2 separate regions of the Capsicum annuum genome follow, and region 2 is linked to region 1. A link is a contact called in public Hi-C data. All regions are on one chromosome and are shown on one strand. The core of a region is the stretch at or near the end of the contact, and the rest is flanking DNA. Distances in the headings are between cores, read along the strand shown.

Region 1 (5,301 bases), core at 1,217-3,716:
GATTCGTGGATGCAACAATGTGGTGTTTTCATGAGGGGTGTCACAAGTGTGGTAATTGTGTCAAGAGATGTGCTCGTGCATTAAGTGTTTTGAATTAATGAGAATAGGAGTTAACAAAAATGTTAAAATGCATTAACATGCTAAGGATGTAATAATATACTTAAATCTAATATTTAAACATGTATAAAAAATGCTCAAAAACATATATTTTAATATACTAACAGTTGTATTAATGCAGGAATTTTGACATGCTGAGGATATTATTAACCATGCGGGAAATATGCTAATGCAGAAACTTTAAGTTAACATGCTGAAAATTGTATTAAACATGTTAAAAAATGTTGTTAAACATGCTGGAAATCGTATTAAACATGCTGGAAGTTGTATTAAACATGCTGAAAATATTGTTAAACATGCTGGAAATGCAATAGGCTTAAATATAATGCTTAACATGCATAATATTAATTGTTAACGTGTTTATGAATATTGACATGCTAATAATATGTAAGAATTTAATAGGCAATATTCTATCATGCACATAACAACATGCTTGATATATTAATATTAGGACATGCTAAATGGGTTAATGCTTAATATGCTAAAACGCCTAATTCTAAGAAAAATTTAACGCTAACGTGTTTTGACAACATTTGTTATTATGCTAAAAATTCAACATGCTTAAGATACCTTAATATGCTCAAAACAAAATATGTTAAACACACAAGGACCGTGTTAGTATGCTTAAGATTAGACTCAATGCAATTTACTAAGGTAACATACTCGAATATATGAATATACCTAGTGTCGAATTAATATGTTCAATGTTAATTAATGCGATGTCACGATTATAGTTAGATTAAAAATAATTAATAAACCGTAGAACATGATTCAAGTATTAATAAATCCTAATTTTGTGACTAGATGATTCATGTAACACGTATTGCATATAACCCTAGGTTGTGCCTACCTATACCGTTCACAAAGCACGTAAATCCCCGCCCCCCCCCCCCAACCCCAAAGCAGTCCCCAAATTTATTATTACATCAATAACAATAGTGTTTATACAACATTACAAGCCAATATAAAGAGAATGAAACAAAGGGCGACTCTTCAAATCCCAACCTGTTAAACACAATAAAAACAGCATGGCAAATACAAAGAGACAAACAAGATTATTGTGACATGATTTCGTGGATAAAAATTAACCAAGCAATGACATAGGAAATAAAATATAGAACAATTCCTATGGACATGCTTTCTATCATCACTTAAGTGTAAATGAAAGTGCGATTACCAGTTGACGATAATAAGCAATAACAAGAAAACCAGATAGAGCAAAGTTCAAGCGAATTCCCACATAAGAATAAAGATCGATCAAAACCAATGATCCGAAAAATAAGTACAACTAAGAAAAGAAATAAGGTAAAACTTTTGTTGCTCCGAAAAATAAGTACAACTAAGAAAAGAAATAAGGTAAAACTTTTGTTTGCTTAAAGCTTTTTGTATCCGGGAGTGTATGTATTGTAAGTTGTAAGTTGTAAGTTGTAAGTTGTAAGTTGTTGTCCTTTTTTTTTCTTTTTCTCTTCTTTGAAGGAAGAGAAGGGTTGTTTATATAGTGGTTAGTCACAAAAGAAATATTTCGAAAATCGTTTAATCAATCAAGAGAATCAAATAATATCACAAATTATCAAGACTACCAAAAATAAAATAATTATAAAGTTGTCCTAATTAAAACATAGTAAGAAAATCAGTCAAATGGTAAAGAAAATATTTAGAAAAATCACTTAATATCAATTAGGCTTAAAACTAGTCAATTTTCCCCACAAATTAATGAATATACAATATATTAATCCTAACAATCTCATAATCACTAGTATGCTAAATTAAAAACAGAGACATGCTAAAATCAGTGAGCAAGCCATAACATATCTAAACTTGATTGAACTGATTAGCGAAGAATCCGCAAATCCGCGAGCAAATGGCATTCTTATCCTACTCATAAAACAACCTCAATCAAAGGAACTGAATAAAATAGCACTAGACATAGAATTTAGGGCTTTTTACATAGATGATCAATCACAATTTTTAGTAAAATATTTAATCAAACTAAGCTAATTTCAAACCACGAAATCTGTCAAGATTAAAGAAGTCGAAAAGGTTTTTCAAGACTAAAATGAATTAAGAGATTAAACCTGGGATGGGTTCTCAAGAACCCATCGATTTCCGGCAAAACTTAACCAGCGGCGAGGCGGCAGAAGGGTTCCCCGATGGTGTTGTTGATGGTGACTGGTTCGCCAGTGACGGAGAGAGAACGGAGCAGCGGTGGCGCTGTTTCGGCTGGAAAGGCGGCGGCTGTCGGCACCGGAGGCTGTGATGGCGCTGGTTCGCTGATTTCACCGGAGAGGACGGTGCCGGAGGCTGTTTGGTGGGTCGCCGTTGCTGTTGTAGCGGCTGGCGATGGGGAGATCGGAGACGGCGTTGTTGCTGTCGTCATTGGTGGAGGCGTCATGGTTGGTGCGGCGGCGGGAGCGGCGTTTGGTGGCTGTTTCGGCGTACTGATCGCGGTAGATATGACCGGTGATGGCGGCTTGAAGGTGGTGGTCTTCGCCGGCTTAGCGGCGGCAGCCATGGTTGCCTCCTTGTCGAGCAAGAGAGAGAAGGCGGAGAGAGAGAGAAGGCGGCTTTGGTTTAGGAAATTAGGGTTTGGATTCATTTGGTTTTTAATAAGGAAAGATGGTAGATTAAATATCAGCCGTTAGATCAATTTTGATCAACGGTTGAGATTTTGAGACTATGTGGAGTTAGAATGTGGCTAGAATCGTAAGAAAGTAGGCTAAGATTGTAATAGATTAAATAAGATATGCTAGAATTGCAAGAAATCAGATATTATTAGGTTAAACGGTAAATCAATTTAGGCAAAGATTTCAATTTAGGCCGTTAATTAAAAATAGTAAGTATAATATAACAATAAATAATAATAATAATAATAATAATAATAACACTGTTAGTAAATAATAATAATATAAATAAATAGTACTAAATAATGGAAAATGTATTTGCAAAAATGTGAGTGTGCACAATTACGTGAAAAAATAATTTAATAAATAAGATCACATAAAAATGTCGTAAAATATTATAAAAATGATACTAAAAGATAATGAAATAATTTATGCATTTTTTCTAAATCTACTTAGATCCCGGATTCCATTCCATTAAAGCATTCATTCCCTCCATGTAAAGGAAGAGTTCAACAGAAGTAATCTCTCTGACATTGGCTGTTCTTTCTACCTAAACTTGTGGCTTCTTTCTTCTATATCAGTAATATAGGTCAAAAGCGATCTTTAACTATGAATGTGACACGTAAATATGTATTTAATATAAGAATAATGTGTAAAAAATAATAATATTTAAAATTAAATAATTTTAAAAAAATAGCAGCCTACAATGAGTATCGGGAGGCAAAATTGGGTGTTAACAATAACCACTTCCAAAAATACTATAAAAGTCACTATCAAGTCTCATCATCACTTTCAGTTTTCTCCTCATATTTCTTTGACAACAACTACTTTCTCATCAGATATCTCAAGCTCAACTACAACTATCTTTTTCAAACTTATCTATCTTCGAGTATTTAGATTATTTTCAACTAATGTTTCCTCCATCAATTTCTTTGAACACAACCTGGTCCCATGGGTCTTGCCTTCCTTAGAGTGACATTTTACAGTAGTCAACATACTTCATTTGGACATCTTCCAAAACAAAGGCTTATCGTCATCACTATTCATACTCCCCTTTTCTTTAGTACCAGTGTTAGGTCAAGGACAGGGGCAACACTACAGTATCCTCCTCAACACCTTTAGGAGGATCACTTTGTCTCCTAGTAGACAAAGAAGCCGGTGTATTATCCCACTTAGGAGAGGTGGGAGAACCTATTTCACGAGGAGGCTCCTCACTCAGAGTGATCAATTTTGGATTATTATTTGCACGCTCGTTGCGAGAATATTTGAAAATATCCCCTTTTCATCTGAAAGATCTTCGTAAAACATGTGTTCATCTACAGTAATACGTTTGAAATTGCTCGGTAAAAATTTTAAGGAACTTGGTCTTGCAATGGAGATACTGATATGGGGGTTTTAGGAACAGATTGGTCTTATAGTTTAGGGATAGATTCCAAATCACGAAAGGATGGAGTATTCTTGTCACCCTTCTCTTGAGAGGGTAATGCTGAGTTCGGTTATCTAAGAGGTAAAAAAAACTAGCATTTTTGGTATGTGAATGGGGAATGAACTCAATTATGGCGAAGAGATTGTACAGGTTAGAAACATAAGGAGATAATTGTCACGACCCAAAAATCTAAGGGTCATGATGGCACTCGTCGTAGTGAACCTTAGCGAGTAAGTCCATCACCCAAACAGATACACAAAGGAAAAAAGGCAGAAATACCCCTAAGGTAGGGCTTTTAGAACGAAGCCGAACCACATAAGTATAGATAATGGAAAAAAAAAACATATCCAAAATCATACATTCCCAAAATTAGGTGTCAATAGTGTAAGAACTACTAATAAAAATCCTGAGTCAAATACATCAAGAATATCCACACAAGGTCAACATTTGTCTTCGAATACAAATAAAGACATAACTACTATAGAAAGATAGAGTTGAACTCTAGATGCATGAATGTCCAACTGCCATCTTCAGTAATCTGAAGGCGCTCAAAATCAACCAATCTGAGGCGCACTCGATCTAGGACCTGCACCAAAAGAGTGCAGTAGGTGTGAGTATGGTCTACTTGTACTCAATGGGTATCATTGACTGACCAAGCAAATTAGTAAATAAAGAGTATAAAATATACACTAAGGGCACGACACCTGCAATCAGAAAATGTTCCACAACGATAGCCCACACCGCTTGCACTAACAGTTCTACAGTATCTATACATAATATAACAACATACCAAATAAGGATACAAATATATACATTATCACATACAAGTAGAACAAAAGAGAAACATGTATAATCAAGATCATCAACTACAAATAAGAGAAGATCAAATAATTAGACATTAACACGTAAAGATATAGAACAAATAGATAAATGACAAGTCAATATGGCCATACAAGAATAACATAAACACAGTAAAGCAAGCACAATGTATATGATAATGATGATGACGATGATGATAATGATGATGATGATGCACGAGACCATCGCACATTCTCTGTATACACCTACGAAGCTAAAGTTCCCGATGTAGGACCCATAGAGAATTCATCAACCCGTATACATCTATAGAGCTAAAGC
Region 2 (5,301 bases), core at 2,057-4,556, 160 kb after region 1:
CAAGTTAGAGTACTAATATCTCAAAAGGCCACTAAATTTTGAGAATTTATCCAGCAAATCATTAAATTTTTATTTTATATCAATAAAATCACTCAACTTAAAGCTTTAATAAAATGACTCCACTAAAAATTTAACATTATCAAATAAATTACTCTTGCTTTTTATGCCATGAAAATATGTTATCATAAGAAGTTATGGTACATGAAGTTGTTAGGATTTTTGCCCTGATTTTCTTACCAAACTTAAGTTTTATTTTTCTTAGAAGAAAAATAAAAGTAATACCATAATTACTTTTACTTTTCCTGATAGGAAAATATAAAACTTTTCCTTATTTGGCAAACATCTTTCTTGGAGGAAAGGTTTTAGAATTCTATAAATAGAAGACCTCCTTCTCATACCATAACACAAATAGCATCCACAATGTAGTCTTTAAAGAGTCTTTGTTTAAGGGGAGATTTCTCCCAATAGATTTTATGTTTTTCAATATTATTTTTTCATATTAGGTCGTTTGACCAAATAATAGAAATAATATGTCTTTTTAGTATATTTTTATTTGTCGTCTGAATTATTACTATCTTGGTTTGCAATCTTTAAGCTTCCGCATGATGCCCTTTCGATTTCGAATCCAACAAGCGGTATCAGAGCTTATTTCAAAGGTCCAATGGTATGGTGAGATGAGATTAAACAGGTTCAAAGTGGTTTCAAAATCAAGCTGTAACCAGTTTGGCGATAATGACGATTTTATTTAGCTACATGTGGAGAAGAAGTTTTAAGCATATTTTAACAATCATGTTGCTGCATCTTTAAAAATAAAAATAAAATATTTATTTTTAACCCACTTTTAGCCATAATATTTTAAATCTTATTTTTAACTATGGCAAGCAACAGAGATGAAGATTATGTGAAGAACAAAAAATTTGCACGCGAAGAAGGTGGATCAAATTATGTCAAGAAAATCAAGCCAAAAGGAGAGATTTGTTAGGGTTTTTGCTCTTATTTTCTTACCAAACTTAAGTTTTATTTTTCTTAGAAGGAAAATAAAAATAATGCCATAATTACTTTTATTTTTCCTGATAGGAAAATATAAAACTTTTCCTTATTTAGCAAACCTTTTCTTGAAGGAAAGGTTTTAGAACTTTATAAAGACCCTTTTTCATACCATAACACAAATAACTTCCATAATGTAGTCTTTGTTTAGGGGAGATTTCTCCTAATAGATTTTAGATTTTTCAATATTAATTTTTCATATTAAGTCGTTTGACCAAATAATAGCAATAATATGTCTTTTTGGTATATTTTTATTTGTACTCTGAATTATTACTGTCTTGATTTGTAATCTTTAAGCTTCCGCATGACGCCCTTTTGATTTCGAATCCAACAGAAGTTTTCTCCAATTTGATGTAATAATGTGTGCCTTTTCTATTTTGATCCATAATAAATCCAGAATATTTACTTATTTGATCATACATTTAACACTGTATGCTTTTCGGTTCGTTCTTCTAGTTCCGCATTGCAATGTGAGGAAAAAAGGAAATGCTTAGCGCGCATGCATAAGTATTTCGTCCAGCAAAGAAAAATTGAAGAATATGTTGTTAGACCTCTTCCTCCTCTCAAGAATAACAACGTGAAGAGAGAGATGTTCTATTGCTAGTGTCTTAACAAACAAAAGTTGTGATAAAAGGACTCATCATCAGTTCGCACATACATTCTTCGAAACCATTCTTGACTCTGCTATTTGGACTTTGCATTCCTGTTTGGTTTATACATTTACTATTTGCTATAAAATTAATTATTAAATGTTTTGAATCGCCAGAAAATTATTTAATCATTTAAAACACTCGAAATTTTACCACGTCTCCTTCTAATGATGAAAGGATAAAGCAATTGTCTATGCTTGTTTGAAAAGAAAAAGAAGATGTTTTCTTTTATCAATGACTTGCACTAGTGCTCCAATTAGATGCACAATATTCTCAACTGTTGTTGTAGTAGAGTCCCCTTAGAAGTTAGACGATCTTGCTAATCATGAAAAATTTGAGAGAATTATATTTCTAATTAATTGCCAGAGATAGTTATATATATCGTTTATGTTTTCTTCTTTGCTGCCTCGCTACTGGTAATGTGTCCATTAAACAATGAATTCATTCATTTTTTTACTTTAATTTTGTTATGTTGAATTTTTGTTAATGATAAATTTAGTGAAGTGATTTTATTGATACAAAGCTTTAAGTTGAGTGATTTTACTGATACAAAATAAAGTTTAATGACTTTGCTAAATAAATTTTCAGTACGAAGTGACCTTTGAAATATTAACTCCTAGATGTTCATTCTCAAAGTTAAAGTAATTAATTGAAGGCCAAATTTAAGTGTTATTTATGTATTATGTCTTTTTCTTCATACGCCAGACTATGATTTACATGTTGCAAATTTCTATCAATTCGTCTGATTTAGATTTTAATTAAGCAATATTTTATATTTGATACAAATAATGGGATCATTTTGGCATCGTTAATACTTTGGGAGTAACATAGACTAGTTTATTAGAATGCAAAATATTATTTATGCATATTCAGTGAAATCACCGAGAACAACCCTAATAAATAATTTCAGATCACCCCTTTATGTAAGAATGAAATATCACTGTATTGAAACCGAATATGAAGAAAACAATTTAGGAAGGTTATTTTTTTTTTTATTTGAGTAAAATTTGGTTATAAGAGAATCAAATTATTGAGCTTGAAGTATGGATAGTGATGAATTGAGTGCAGACTCTTAGGTTTTTTGCCCTGATTTTCTTACCAAAATTAAGTTTTACTTTTTCTTGTAAGAAAAAAAAAAGTAATCATAAATACTTTTATTTTTTCCAAAAAGAAAAAAATATAATTTTTTTTCATATTTGGCTAACCTCTTTCTTGAAAGAAAGGTTTTGAACGTCTATAAATAGAAGACCTCCTTCTATTTATAATTATTTATTTTTGAAAATGAAAAACAGGTTTTAAAAAAATATTTTTTTCTAAAAAAAATCCATCAAGTTTAAATGTCCAGTTATGAAAAAAAGAGGCTAACTACTTTAATATTTCAAACGAAATAAAAATTCGAAATAACCAAATCGAATTTGTAAAAATCGAACCTAACCGAATTTATTTTAATTTGTTTATAAATATCATTTTTATCAATTTAAAAACTAATAAATTGAATCGAATCGATCGAATGTCCACCTCTATCTTTACGTGCAGCTTAGGCAATATGTTCAAAAACCTGTGGGTATATTTGTCCGAACACGTCACCTAACTAAAATTTTACTAGATTCATTAATCAAAGCCTACTCATATCCTACCCTGTTTTGCCTTTCCTTTTTCCACTTTACTGCTGTCATTAATGCAAAAAAGCAAAAGAAATAAAGAAGAAAGAGAAAAGGAAAATAACCATCTAAATAATATAGATACGCCATTAATCAGCTTATGAAGATTCCAAAACTTATAGATGTAATAAAAGAATCTTATTTTATTGTATATTGACGAATATACTACTACATAGTAATAAGATATTGTGCATATTTTTATAAGGTCTCATTTGGGTGTCAGATGTATGAAATGTTACAACTGGTGAACTCCATTCAAAACCAACTTCTCCAACGGATGAAGCTTCTCAATATGTTTATATTTTTATTTTTTTTGTTTCTTTTTGTTGAATTAACTAAGTAGCTAAAGGTGGCCTCAGCAGCTGAAGCAATTCTTTGTCGACTTTTGATCTGGTAAGTGAAGCCAAAAGCATTTTTGCACTTCATTTACTGGTTGTTTTTTTTGTGTAATAGTTAATTAATTTGACTTGCCTTTTCTTGTTTTGCGATTTGGGATGAAGCTGTTTTTTTTTATTTTGGTGTTTACTGTTTCTGTTTTGATAGTTATTGACTAAACAACTTTTTTATTTCTAAGTGTTTGTGTTTTTCTGGTGGATTAATTATTTAGTATCAAAGTGAAAATTATGATTCTGTTTTGGCTCTTGATGGTGAAAACATCAGCTTGAGCAAAGGGGTGGAGCCAGGTAGGGCCGAGGGGATCTGAAAACCCTTCGGAGGAAATTATATTATTTATACATGATTAAAATTATTTTTTATTTTTATATATAATATATGTTGAACCTCTGGATCAGCTTCTTCATGTGTTTACTTTTTCATATTTTAAACATTAGGTCAAGTTGAGAATTCTTCTTGTTAACTGGGTAAAACTGTTTGAAGGAATGGTGAGGTGTCAGTACGGAGTTGTGTTAGCTGTGGATGTAGACTAGGCTAAGGGACGGACTTCCTCTCTTCTATTTTCTTCACTTACACTTTACACTTCTCCCCCAGGTGCACCGCGATAAGGGGCAGTCAAAAATTGATTTTCTTTAATGTAATTCCCTCTTTGTACTGGTGGTGTTTTATTGTGTTACTCAAGTACCGAGTTTTTGTGAAATAGCTAGAAAAATACTATGTGGCAATACTGAATTTTGGATATGAAATTTATCCAGGGACAGTGCTGTGCTTTTTTCTCTCAGGGTGCTGCTCAAACATGAGGTCTGAAATTCGATATCATAATCTGTTTGAGACTGGACGAGTAGTATGGGTCTTGGGCGTGGTTTTTGCCGTTGCTTTGATGATTCAGTATTTTGGGTTCCCATATGGTTATGCCCTGTCTTCTTTGTTTACTGTCAATAGGGGTCCAATAAGCAGCTCGCAAAGAGTAGATCAACTTGGTAACTTCAATCGGTCAGAAATCCTGACACATGGTAGTATTGTGAACGGTACTAACACAAATCTTATCCATGAAGCGACTAATGGAACCAAGCTCTCTGATGCAAATAATGAAGAGGTAGAGGATGCTTCTATGCCCCCAATGAATGAACGTTCTGGTGATACCGTAACTGAGAACGTTGACCCTGAAGATGAATCCCCTTTTAAGGATTCAGAACTGGACAAAAAGTCAACTGAGGAAAGTTTAGGAAGAAATAGTAGCTTACCTCCAGATAAGGCTGCTGACCCTGAATATGATTTACAAGCTTCAAATGGTACATCTGAAAGTTCTTTATCGCACGTGGTTGATACTAATGGGGGAGATAGTTTTTCTCCAGCACTGACCGAAGCTAAGTCTTTGGAGATAAGTCCCACAGCATTGTCTATTGCACCACCGCCATCAGTTATAACACCTCAGGTGAATCTTGATGCGAAAAAAGAAGCTCCTTTGACATCTTCCTACCAGAACATATCTGCAAAAGAAGGAAATATGGGCCATCTACTTAAAAATGATAAAATACCTGTGCAAAAAC

Evidence for each region. A called contact is a pair of places that touch in the nucleus more often than the background predicts.
Region 2: a contact with region 1 is called in a Hi-C map of bud, with 2.4 times the contacts expected there. The contact joins the promoter of LOC107839015 here to the enhancer-like site in region 1. A contact is called at or near these places in 2 of 5 Hi-C or Micro-C datasets (bud and leaf).

Annotation. Positions count from the first base shown.
Region 1 is chr8:56,998,440-57,003,740 of UCD10Xv1.1, forward strand. No RefSeq gene overlaps it. Among protein-coding and RNA genes, the nearest start is that of LOC107839017, 51 kb to the right of the region's middle. Within about 2 kb of position 2,467, at least 5 of the 5 cell types and tissues checked have an H3K27ac peak or open chromatin away from gene starts, as enhancers often do. A contact at or near this core is called in bud and leaf, where this site is marked.
Region 2 is chr8:57,161,610-57,166,910 of UCD10Xv1.1, forward strand. It overlaps LOC107839015 (probable glycosyltransferase At3g07620), which reads left to right and starts at 3,307. Exons shown (of 5, transcript XM_047395683.1): 1 at 3,307-3,751; 2 at 4,507-5,301. The coding sequence starts at 4,548.